Regions from separate parts of the Rattus norvegicus genome. Here region 1 is linked to region 2. A link is a contact called in public Hi-C data. All regions are on one chromosome and are shown on one strand. The core of a region is the stretch at or near the end of the contact, and the rest is flanking DNA. Distances in the headings are between cores, read along the strand shown.

What was found. Hi-C and Micro-C count contacts between places; a contact is called where the count stands out from the background.
Region 1: a Hi-C map of frontal cortex shows a contact between it and region 2, with 2.2 times the contacts expected there. The contact joins the enhancer-like site here to the promoter of Foxo1 in region 2.

The regions. Positions count from the first base shown.
Region 1 is chr2:138,765,184-138,769,979 of GRCr8, reverse strand. No RefSeq gene overlaps it. Among named protein-coding and RNA genes, the nearest start is that of Trnak-cuu5, 140 kb to the left of the region's middle. Within about 2 kb of position 2,694, at least 18 of the 93 cell types and tissues checked have an H3K27ac peak or open chromatin away from gene starts, as enhancers often do.
Region 2 is chr2:138,461,312-138,466,470 of GRCr8, reverse strand. Foxo1 (forkhead box O1) reads right to left here and starts at 3,497. Exons shown (of 3, transcript NM_001191846.3): 1 at 2,781-3,497. The coding sequence starts at 3,392.

The DNA of each region.
Region 1 (4,796 bases), core at 1,445-3,944, 300 kb before region 2:
CTGAGTATGTGATAACCCCTGCAAATAATTTATAAAACTAGGCTCTGGTCTGTGATATTAAGGAGCCCAAATTCTGTATTCTCAGAGAAGTTAAGGTAGCTTTATGCATGGAGCTTCTTGAAATGTGCTCGATAAGAACATTTAAGTTCTTATCTCAGAGCCTCAGTTTCCTTATCTGTAGGGCTAATGACAGCACACAGCAGACGGGAACTTGGGAGATTAAATGAGATAATACTACCTCCGTGACATTGTTTCAGATTTTTCATCTCTCAGATGTAACTCACACCCGAGGGAAACAACTTATAGAACAGGAAGAACTTGTGACTGAGCGCACCAGGTGTTTCAGTCCTTCATGGGCAGCTAGGAGAAGATGCCCAAAGAGAGCCATTCATAACACAACTCCCAGAAAGCACAGAGTGTATGTGGTTCCAGGCTCCCTCCTTCTACCCATTTTATCCCATCCAGGTCTCCATCCATCCATAGGTGGTGTAACTGATGCCCAGGCTGGGTCCTCCCCTACCTCGTGAATCCTCAGAGATAGGCAGAGGTGGCCCAAGCACTTCTCAAGTTAATCAAGTTTATAGTCAAGATAAACTATCACATACCACAACTACCCAAACTACCATTTAATGAAGGAGAAACTGGCATTTGGAGTTATTCACCCCAAAGCAGATGGCTAGAGACTGGTAGTACCCAAACTTAAATCCAGGTCTACAAAGGTCCAAACCTTGACCCTTTGCCCACGTGGCACATTCCAATGACCTTGTTACCTCAAATTCACTGTACGAATCCAACCTTTTGCTGTTCCTCAAGGTATTTGAGGGTGGGAATTACATTATCTCCTTTTTTCTATTTAGTATCTGAGTTTATATTTCACTCATTAAAACATTCCTTAAGCTAAATTTGAAAGGCTGGTTAAATAAATGAATGCATTCATGCATAACATAAATGAAGAAAAAGATCCCTATTAAGGAAGTACAGATCGAGGGGCTGGAGAGATGGCTCAGTGGTTAAGAGCCCCCGACTGCTCTTCCAGAGGTCATGAGTTCAATTCCCAGCAACCACATGGTGGCTCACAACCATCTGTAAAGAGATCCGATGCCCTCTTCTGGTGTGTCTGAAGACAGCTACAGTGTACTTACATATAATAAATAAATAAAAAAAAAAAAAAAAAGGAAGTACAGATCGAAAATACTCAGTCAAAGGTGGAAGGAACAAGGATGAACAAGGGGAGAAGGAGGAATAAATTGGCGGAAGATTTGTGTAGTCAGGTGACAATGTGACCCTCTGAAGGTCAATGGTAAAAGGTTGTCGCCTTGAAAGTGAAGGAAGGTGTGGGAAGTAAGGGAGCAGAGCCTGGGAGGCAGAGAGAACAGCTGAGGAGCAGTGATGCTTTCAAGGCCAATGCTGTGGATGCCCACACTGCGGAGTGAGGAGTGCAAAAGCAGAAATGGTGTTTGCTTCCCATGACACAGGATGAGTCTGGTGCTCCATTTAGGAGGCAGGAGGTAGGAGGGACACACTAGGTTGAGAATTCTGGAAAGAAAAGAGATCCTCACAGAAAAAAATAAAGTTTAAAAAAAAGCGTCCTAGAAAAGATCAAAGAGCTTGGATCTAGAACTTTTAGGCTTGAGGGTTACAAACCAGTATTTTAGGAAAGGGGACAAAGAATGGAAAGGAAATTGTTAGAACAACGTACATTTTGAAAGACTCTTGGCATGTTGAGTGTGGATGGACATGGGTTTGTTTGGGTCCTTCCCCCTCCTGTTTGAAACTGAGTTGTGGTAAAAATACGTTTAAAATGATAGCTGTTGGCAAAGAACTTATATTCAAGTTCTCTATGACGACCTCACAGCAATGATCCTAGAACCCTGCCCAGAGCTTCTGCAGTTCAGGTTGAGCTCATCCATCCTATCTGTCTGTCTGTCTGTCTATCTATCTATCTATCTATCTATCTATCTATCTATCTATCTATCTATCTATATCGCCTTATTTCTGTCCATATCCCCCCTTCCTTTAATAAACATTTACTAAGTAGCCATCTGTAACCTAACATTTATGTCCTTGGATTAGCTAGCCGCAGTGTAGTATTTCTTAGTAGTTAGGATTACCTCTGAGTACCTGACACCCTTCATAGCACAGGCTTGGGCCCATTCTACTCTTCTGTGCTTCACAACCTTACTCCAACCTAACCCTGCTTGCTTTCTCCCTCCATTTTCAGACACTTTCTTCTTCTTCTTCTTCTTCTTCTTCTTCTTCTTCTTCTTCTTTTTCTTCTTCTTCTTCTTCTTCTTCTTCTTCTTCTTCTTCTTCTTCTTCTTCTTCTTCCTCTTCCTCCTCCTCCTCCTTTTCCTCCTCCTCCTCTTCCTCTTCCTCCCCTTTCCTTTCTCTTTCCCCTCCTCTTCCTCCCCTCCTCTTCCTCCCCCCCTCTTCCTTCTCCTCTTCTTTCTCCCCTTTCCTTTCTCCTTCCCCTCCTCTTACTCTCCCTCCTCTTCCTCCTCCTCCTCTCTCCCTCCCCTCTTCTTCTTCTGAATGTGGATGACAAATTATGGTCTCTCTATAGCTACAACACTTATTCTCCAACACATTCACTTGGCTCATGTGATTCTGGCCCAACCTGGTCCCAGACTTAGCTTCCACCCAACAGTCCCCCATCTGCTCAGACTGCTGCTAGATGTGGGCACTGGATAGAGCCCTCTCGCCTGAGAGAGTGAAGGCTCTGTCCTCTTCCACACACAAAAGCATTATGCCTCTGCAAGGCACCAAGCAGAATTTATTTTTAACATGACATATGCATTCTTTGGGGATACTTTTTAGGCCTTACTTGGCAAAGGCCGTGGAAGATGGGCAGGGTAGCTACACACGCATGCTGCTGTGCTCACCCAGGCTTCTGTACTTTGCTCTCTATTGAGGTCAGAGTCTTGTTTTTCCACTTTTCTTCCATTTCACAGACAGTCCCTCCGATTGTGGTTTTTACTTGAGGCATTCATTCACATCACAGTCTCAAATGTGGCTTTTTGTACTGAACTCATTAAAACAAAAGAAAGCTTTCTGTTGCAAGGCTGGGAAGGAAAAAAGGAATCTGCAAAAGGCTCAGAGTTTGGGCATCATGGGAAATGAGAAGCTTGGAAAGAGCTACTTATAAAGCCCTGCTTCGTAGAGATCACACCAAGACTTATGAGGTTAATAAATTGACCCGAATTGAATAGTTCATGGCACTGTAACCATCTAGGGAGAGCCTGAGAGACCACCCTAGGAAGCAAAAGCTGCAGGCCCCCTGTCTCTCTCATCCAAGGAAGCTCTGTTGTGATCTATTTTACATTCCAGCTTTTTAACCTGAGAGTTGGTTCGAAAAAGGGGACTTCACTATTTCAATAACAGAAAAGCACGCAAAGATACCCTACCAGGCCAAGATTATTTTTGAGACCATTAAATTGAACCTTCATTTGCATCAGAGAAAAAATACTATAGGCAAATGCTAAAGACTAGTTAGTTGATATGTATGATTTGGGGCCTGTTAGGGAAATTTTGACTTTACATTTTGGTTATGGGTCTAGTCTTTAGCAGCCGAGCCATCCCCAGCCCAGAAATTTTACTAATACTTGCAGAGTACATGGAAATGTAGCCCTCAAAACTACATATATGAATGTATGCATGAGAAGACAGATCAACAGGCAGGTCTGTAATAAAAACAAGGCAACAAAACATCCATATCGGCTCTGCATGTCTGTTTAAAGGTGTCTTAGTAGATTCAACTTTGCGGGTGTCTGAAAGTTTTCATAAAATGAAGGGGCAGCACACCATGCATGGTCTAATAAATGTTTGTGCCCCTCTCACTTCCCCATTTTAAAAAAAGGAAGTGTAAGTTACGTCTATACCACCTCATTATAAGGCCAATTTTGTTATTATGAAAAGAAAGCCCAAAGAATTGATGTAGCAACCTTTGCAATGTAAAGCCACACCTCCAGCATTTTGTCTTATTGGTCATTACTTTATTAACTTTGAATTCCATACCATTTAAACCTCTATGAAACCACACAGTCGAATTGCATCGTCCTTCATTCACACAGGACAACAACCTCTTGTATAAGTAAATAGGTAAGTTCTCTCACGCGGGTTGCTTTATTTGAGCCAGGCGCCTATAAGAAGGGTGGAAAATGGCTGCTTCCGTTTTAAAGACAATGAAACTGAAGCCTCGACTTCATAGGGCTGTCTATAGCTGCACACTTATATCTGGAAACAAGCCAGAGCTTCCTGTGTCAGGGTTGGATACCAACGACAGGAGAAGGAAGCCATATCCCATAAATGAGATCTTGTAAAGTTTGGAGAATCAGTGGTGGTATTCGGAGTGTGTGTTGATGGGCAGATTGCTAGGCCAGATTCTTGGGGGAGAGAAGGAAGTGACAGAAAGATAAGTACAGTCGTTGCTATTTATGTCATAGACATCCACCCAAAATAACAAGGCACACCACAAACACTTTATAGGTTCGTGTGGATATGTAAATGCTAGGCTGGGGTGTGCAAAAGCATAGCTGGGCTAACCATGGTGGTGATCTCTGAGGAGAGGCACGAGGGCTTCAGACTGGGTGTAGGACTTGTCTAAGCATCCCTTTAGATACAATGTTTCAATGTTTTACTGAGAGACTGTCCTGCGAATTAGTAAAAGAACTTTGCAGAGACAAGGAAGGAAAGAATATTAGCAAGACAACAATGGGTGGAGCAAGTGAGAAGAAATAACATGTAAAGGAGGCCAGGAAGCAGAATGATCCGAGTGGTTAGGACCAGAAAGAAAAGAT
Region 2 (5,159 bases), core at 2,248-4,747:
TTTTGTCTCAAGAGCTCACGTAGACCCAAGTGGCCCAGGACACAACAACGGGATGACGTCTACCTTACAGTCTTCTAGTCTCCAATTCCTAAGTGTCGTAATATCAGGCATGTATCACTAAGCCCACTTGTAAAATTTTAATTTATTCTCCATGTTTGAACTATGTATACAAATATGTATTATTTCCCCATATATCTGTGCAACAACTGATGGTATGGACCACCATACCCTGTTGATCATACAGTGTTAGGGAGTGAATCCTGCATGCTAGGAAACCAGTCTACCACTGAACTACATCCCACTTTCTAAAAATACATTGTGGACACTAACAGCTTTCCAGTTACTATGTCCTCTGCAGAAGACTTTTAAATTCTCAGGCAAGCCCTAGGAAGCACATCATGAGACACAGTTTAATAATTCTCAATCACAGGAAATGTAGCCTATCCCAGGGCCGTCCCTCCTTAACACTCAGTTAAGCTCTGGTTGACTTGCAATGTAGGATTCCAAGTGTAAGTCACAATAGTGTTTCTTCCTTTTATGAACGCTCAGATCTGAGAGTGAAACTTAGTTTTAACAAGGATCATAACTCATTCTTATGAAACGTTAACCAGAAGACTAGTTATGAGTTACAACCGTTCAGGTTTCTCCTTAAAATACCCCTTTACTCAAACTGAAAACACACTTGCTACGGGTTAGCCTACCCCGACCGACCAGCTCTTACAGTCAAGCATCTACTCCTCTCAAAGTGCAGTGGCCCCTTCTAAAGCTTACTGGCCACTCAGGCAGCAAAGGCTCGGTCTGTCTTCACCTCCCCCCCCCCCAAAAGCCCGCGCTTGTTCTTGGTGCCAACGAGGAAAAAAAATTTAATACATAAATCATTATCACATTAAGAAATCAGAAGAATGGAGCAAAACAACTAAAAAGATATATGATATAACCTATTTTTCTAAGAACTAATTTCTAAAATCAAGTTATAGTTCTCAAGAGCATCTTCACAGTGCCGTCCGAAAATACCCCAAAACATTACCTTTATCCTTAAAGCAAGGCACTCCCACAAACTCAGGTAGGTTGTGTCCCTTTCCAAGAACATAAAAGAATGGTGTTAAGTACACACTGTACTTTGGGTGCCCAGAGGGTTTAGGGTTTTTTGTTTGGATGTTTTGTTTGCAATGGCAAATGTTCTATGTAACAGCTGAAGCCCCATAAACAAGTAAAGCAGTCAGGTACTTAAAGTCAAATGTTAAGTAAAATTAGATTTTAAAGACAACCACTATTTTGTGAATTCTTAGAATATGAAAAATAGGTAATTTGCTTTTTGGAACACTTGGTAATATTACACAAGGATAAGGTGTTGTATATATCTTTAAAACACTGTGGCAAAAATAAAACAACCCCTGGCTCTTTCTGCAAGAACTTTCTATGAGGTGAGTAAGTTGACCTTTAAGATACTTTAACCACAGGGATGACAGAGTATGTGAAACCACCTCGCTCTAACAAGCATGCAGTGAAGGCTAATCTCTGTTCTGCTATACAGCAGAGACCAGGTGGGAGAAAAGCTATGTCCCACCTGTGACTGAGAAACTGTCAGCCAGGGGTGGCCACACCTCGAGAGGGACTTCTAGGTAAGATTCTCTCCTCCCAAAATGCCCTAGGCCCTTATACCACCCCCAAACCCCTAAGGTAGAGATGCCACAGTCCACACTGAGTCGCCTCAGTCTCTCCCTGCCACCTTTGGAAAGGTAAACAAACAACAATCTTAAACACCTAATTTATAGGTCTGCAATCCTCCTTCAAGGCAGGTGTCTTTGGCAATTCCCCAGTGAGCACCCCACTTAAGACTTCCACCAAATACTCACTCACAGCTCCCAGCCTTACCAGGTCGTGGGTAGCCCCAAGCTTTATGGGAAGAGAAATCACTCCACAACACTCATGCACAATTTGGTCACACACAACAGCGACTCGGCTTTCAATTAAAAGCATACCTCCCCAAGCCAGCCCAATTGTGGAAGCCCTTCTCTGAGCGCAAAAGTGTGGCCTCCCAGCCTGGAGGCACTGGCCCTTTAAAGGTTCTGGCTTCCTGTACACCCGGTCCCTCCCCTCCTCGCCTGCTCCCGCCCCGGCCAAGGGTCACACTTGAACTTTAGGTTGCCCAGAGCCTAAAAACCTTAGCCACCCACTTGCGCGCGCGTCAGAAACCGTACCCAGCAAGTGGGAACGCTCGATTCAGGCCACTTTGGATAAAAAAACCAAATTTGCCCCGGCCTCGGGGAACCTTCGGCAACTGCTGGCCCGCACAGCGCTCAGCACGCTGCGCGTTTAGCTAACCCATCAGCTGCGGGAGCCCCGCGTGTGCGTGGGGAATGTTTCCAGTGCTCCCGTCACCTCTGCTGTCGGGTCCGAGGGAACCTCGTCGGCCAAGGGTCGGGAGAGTGGGTGCGCATGTGGGCGGAGGAGTCGCCCCGACCCCTCGCAGGTCCGGAGTGTCAAGTGGCGAACCCTTCGAAGCCAGCCCCTCTACTCCAACAACTAGCCAACTTCCAAGCCTGCTCTGGCATTTCACTTAAGTTCTCAAACAAGCCCTCCCGGGGTCCCTCTAGAACTCCCTCGCCTGCACTTCGTCCAAATTTGGCTCCAGGTCTCGGGGAAGCCCCCGCCACACCTGCCATTTCTCGCCCGCTCTCTCCGTGCGCCCATCATTTCCGGGCCCGGAACACCCACACGGCCGACCCTCGGCGGGCCCCAACAAATCCACCCCCCCGGGCCGCCCCGAGGCCGTTCACCTTCCAGCCCGCCGAGCTGTTGCTGTCGCCCTTATCCTTGAAGTAGGGCACACTCTTCACCATCCACTCGTAGATCTGCGACAGGGTGAGCCTCTTCTCCGCCGAGCTCTCGATGGCCTTGGTGATGAGGTCGGCGTACGACAGGTTGCCCCACGCGTTGCGGCGCGACGAACTGGTCTTGCGCGGCTGCCCAGCGAGTGGCCCCGCGGCGGCTGGAGGCACCGGTGGGGGCTGCGACAGCGGCCCGGTCGGTGGGGGCTGCGGCGGCGCCGAGTGCACGCAGCCCGCCTCCGGGCCCTGGAAGTCCCCGCACAGGCCCCTACTGGCGGCAGCTGCGGCCGCCACGGCCACGCAACCCGGTGCCCGCGCGAAGTCCTCGCTCTCTTCTAGCAGGCTCAGGTTGCTCATAAAGTCGGTGCTGACAGCGGACGCCGAGGCCAGGCTCGCCGTGGCGTCGGGGTTGGCGGCCGTGCTGCCCGACGGCGCCGGGCTGGAGGTGGTCGAGTTGGACTGGTTAAACTCCGGCCTGGGCAGCGGCCAGGTGCAGGAGCGCTGCCGAGGCAGCGGCTCGAAGTCCGGGTCGGTCTCCACCACCTGAGGCGCTTCGGCCATGGTGCCCCCCGCCCCTCCCCCACCAGCAGAGAGTACCAGGAGACGCGGCCACCGGGGGCGCGGAGCCGGCGCTCGGAGTGTCGCTCCGAGATTGGGGGCCGCGGACGGCGGACGCACGCCGGAGCGAGGAGCGGCGCAGCGGACGGACGCGCCCAGAACTTAACTTCGCTGGGTCACCGGTGTCGGGGATCCTCCGAGTTCGTGCCTCGGACGGGGCAAGGACCAGGCCGCGGAGCCCGGCAGCTCGGGCACCACGCTCCTGATGACAGGGCCGCGGACGCAAGGGCAGACCGGCGGACGCCGCGGGCCGCTCTCTCTCCCCCGCGGCCGCGCGACAGCGGCGCTACTGCCTGTTGAATGTGGCGGCGGCGGGGACTGCAGCGACTCCGCAGCCTCCCGTCTTACGGGATCTGCAGCGGCTCCCCGCCCGCGGCGGCGCGCGCGCCGCCCCGCCCTTGACTGACAGGCTGCGCGACCAATGGACGCGCCAAGTCTCTGCCTAGACAACCAATGAACGCGGGCCTGGGAGGGAGCTCCTTTCCCTCGGGAGGCGGCAGTAGGTTGGTGGGGGGCAGCGGGGTGTTTTTCTTTCTCACACACTTTTTTTTTCTAATCTCCGTTATTATTTTCTGTAATTCTCAAGTGTTTCTGAGTCTCTGGCGCCTCAGTGTTCGGATTGCTAGGAGGCAAACCGGCGTGGAGGCGGCGACCATACTTTTGTTTACTACGGAGTGCAATCGAGTACTCCAGGCAGTGCCCAGACCCCGACTCCCGGGATGGCGCGGAGCCGCTGCGCGCTCCCGGACGCGACGTGGGCGGTGGGGCGCCTCGTGGATTCCACTCAGCCCGCTCCGCCCACGCGTCTTCGCGGAGCTCTCGGGAAGTCGGTGGGGTTTGTTTTGGAGAAATGTTTTCTTAAGCTGGCATCTGCCCGGGCCGCCCCAGGCACGAAGATCCTACGGTGAAGATCCGTCGCTCTGCGGCTCCGGATTCCCCTTCCCACCCTACCTGTGCACACCTGCAAGCCGAGCCTCCGCGGTTCTCCAGCCCCAGCCCCAGCCCCCAGCCTCCAGTCATCCTGAACCCAAAAGAGGTGCGGCGCGGGGAGAAGACTGTTGCACAAGCACCTAGATCCAGTAGCGCCTCAGATCTGAAGTCTTCTATGGAACCTCTTTCCTGTTACGAGAATCTCACTTTTTCCTGAGGACCAGAGTGGTGGCTAAAGGGTCAGAGGAGAGTGTTTAGAGACAATCTTGTCACTTTATTGCCCCTAATTAAATTTAACTGGTTGCTTACTTCTTTTTTATTGAGAATGGAAGCGATGAGGTGTTGAAGTCGCAAAAGGAGATAAGCCACAATTGTTGGGGCACAGCTCGTCTCTCCAGTTCTTTAAGTTCCCAAACCCGGGTATCTAATATAGGTTCAGCAGAGCCAGAGGTAGAAAGACAATGATCCTTTTTGCCTTTATAGAGTTGAAGAAAATATTTCCTCGCTTGATTTTTCTGATTTGCTTTCTCTTTTAAAAAGAAGTATGGGTGGCATTTTCTTTTAATGACTAGGGACACCTTAGAATTGAAGATGCATATCGGGGTTTTAAATATGTCCCAAAAGACAGCTCCTAATTTCTTGTTGCTGTTGTATGTCACTCCTTCTTACGTGGAGTTTTTCTATGTAAAATGAGGCTTCCAAGAAAACCGGGCTTCTTACTTCTTATTCCTTCCACTTTGCATCTAGCAGTGTCTCTAATCCAGGCCCCTATTCATAATC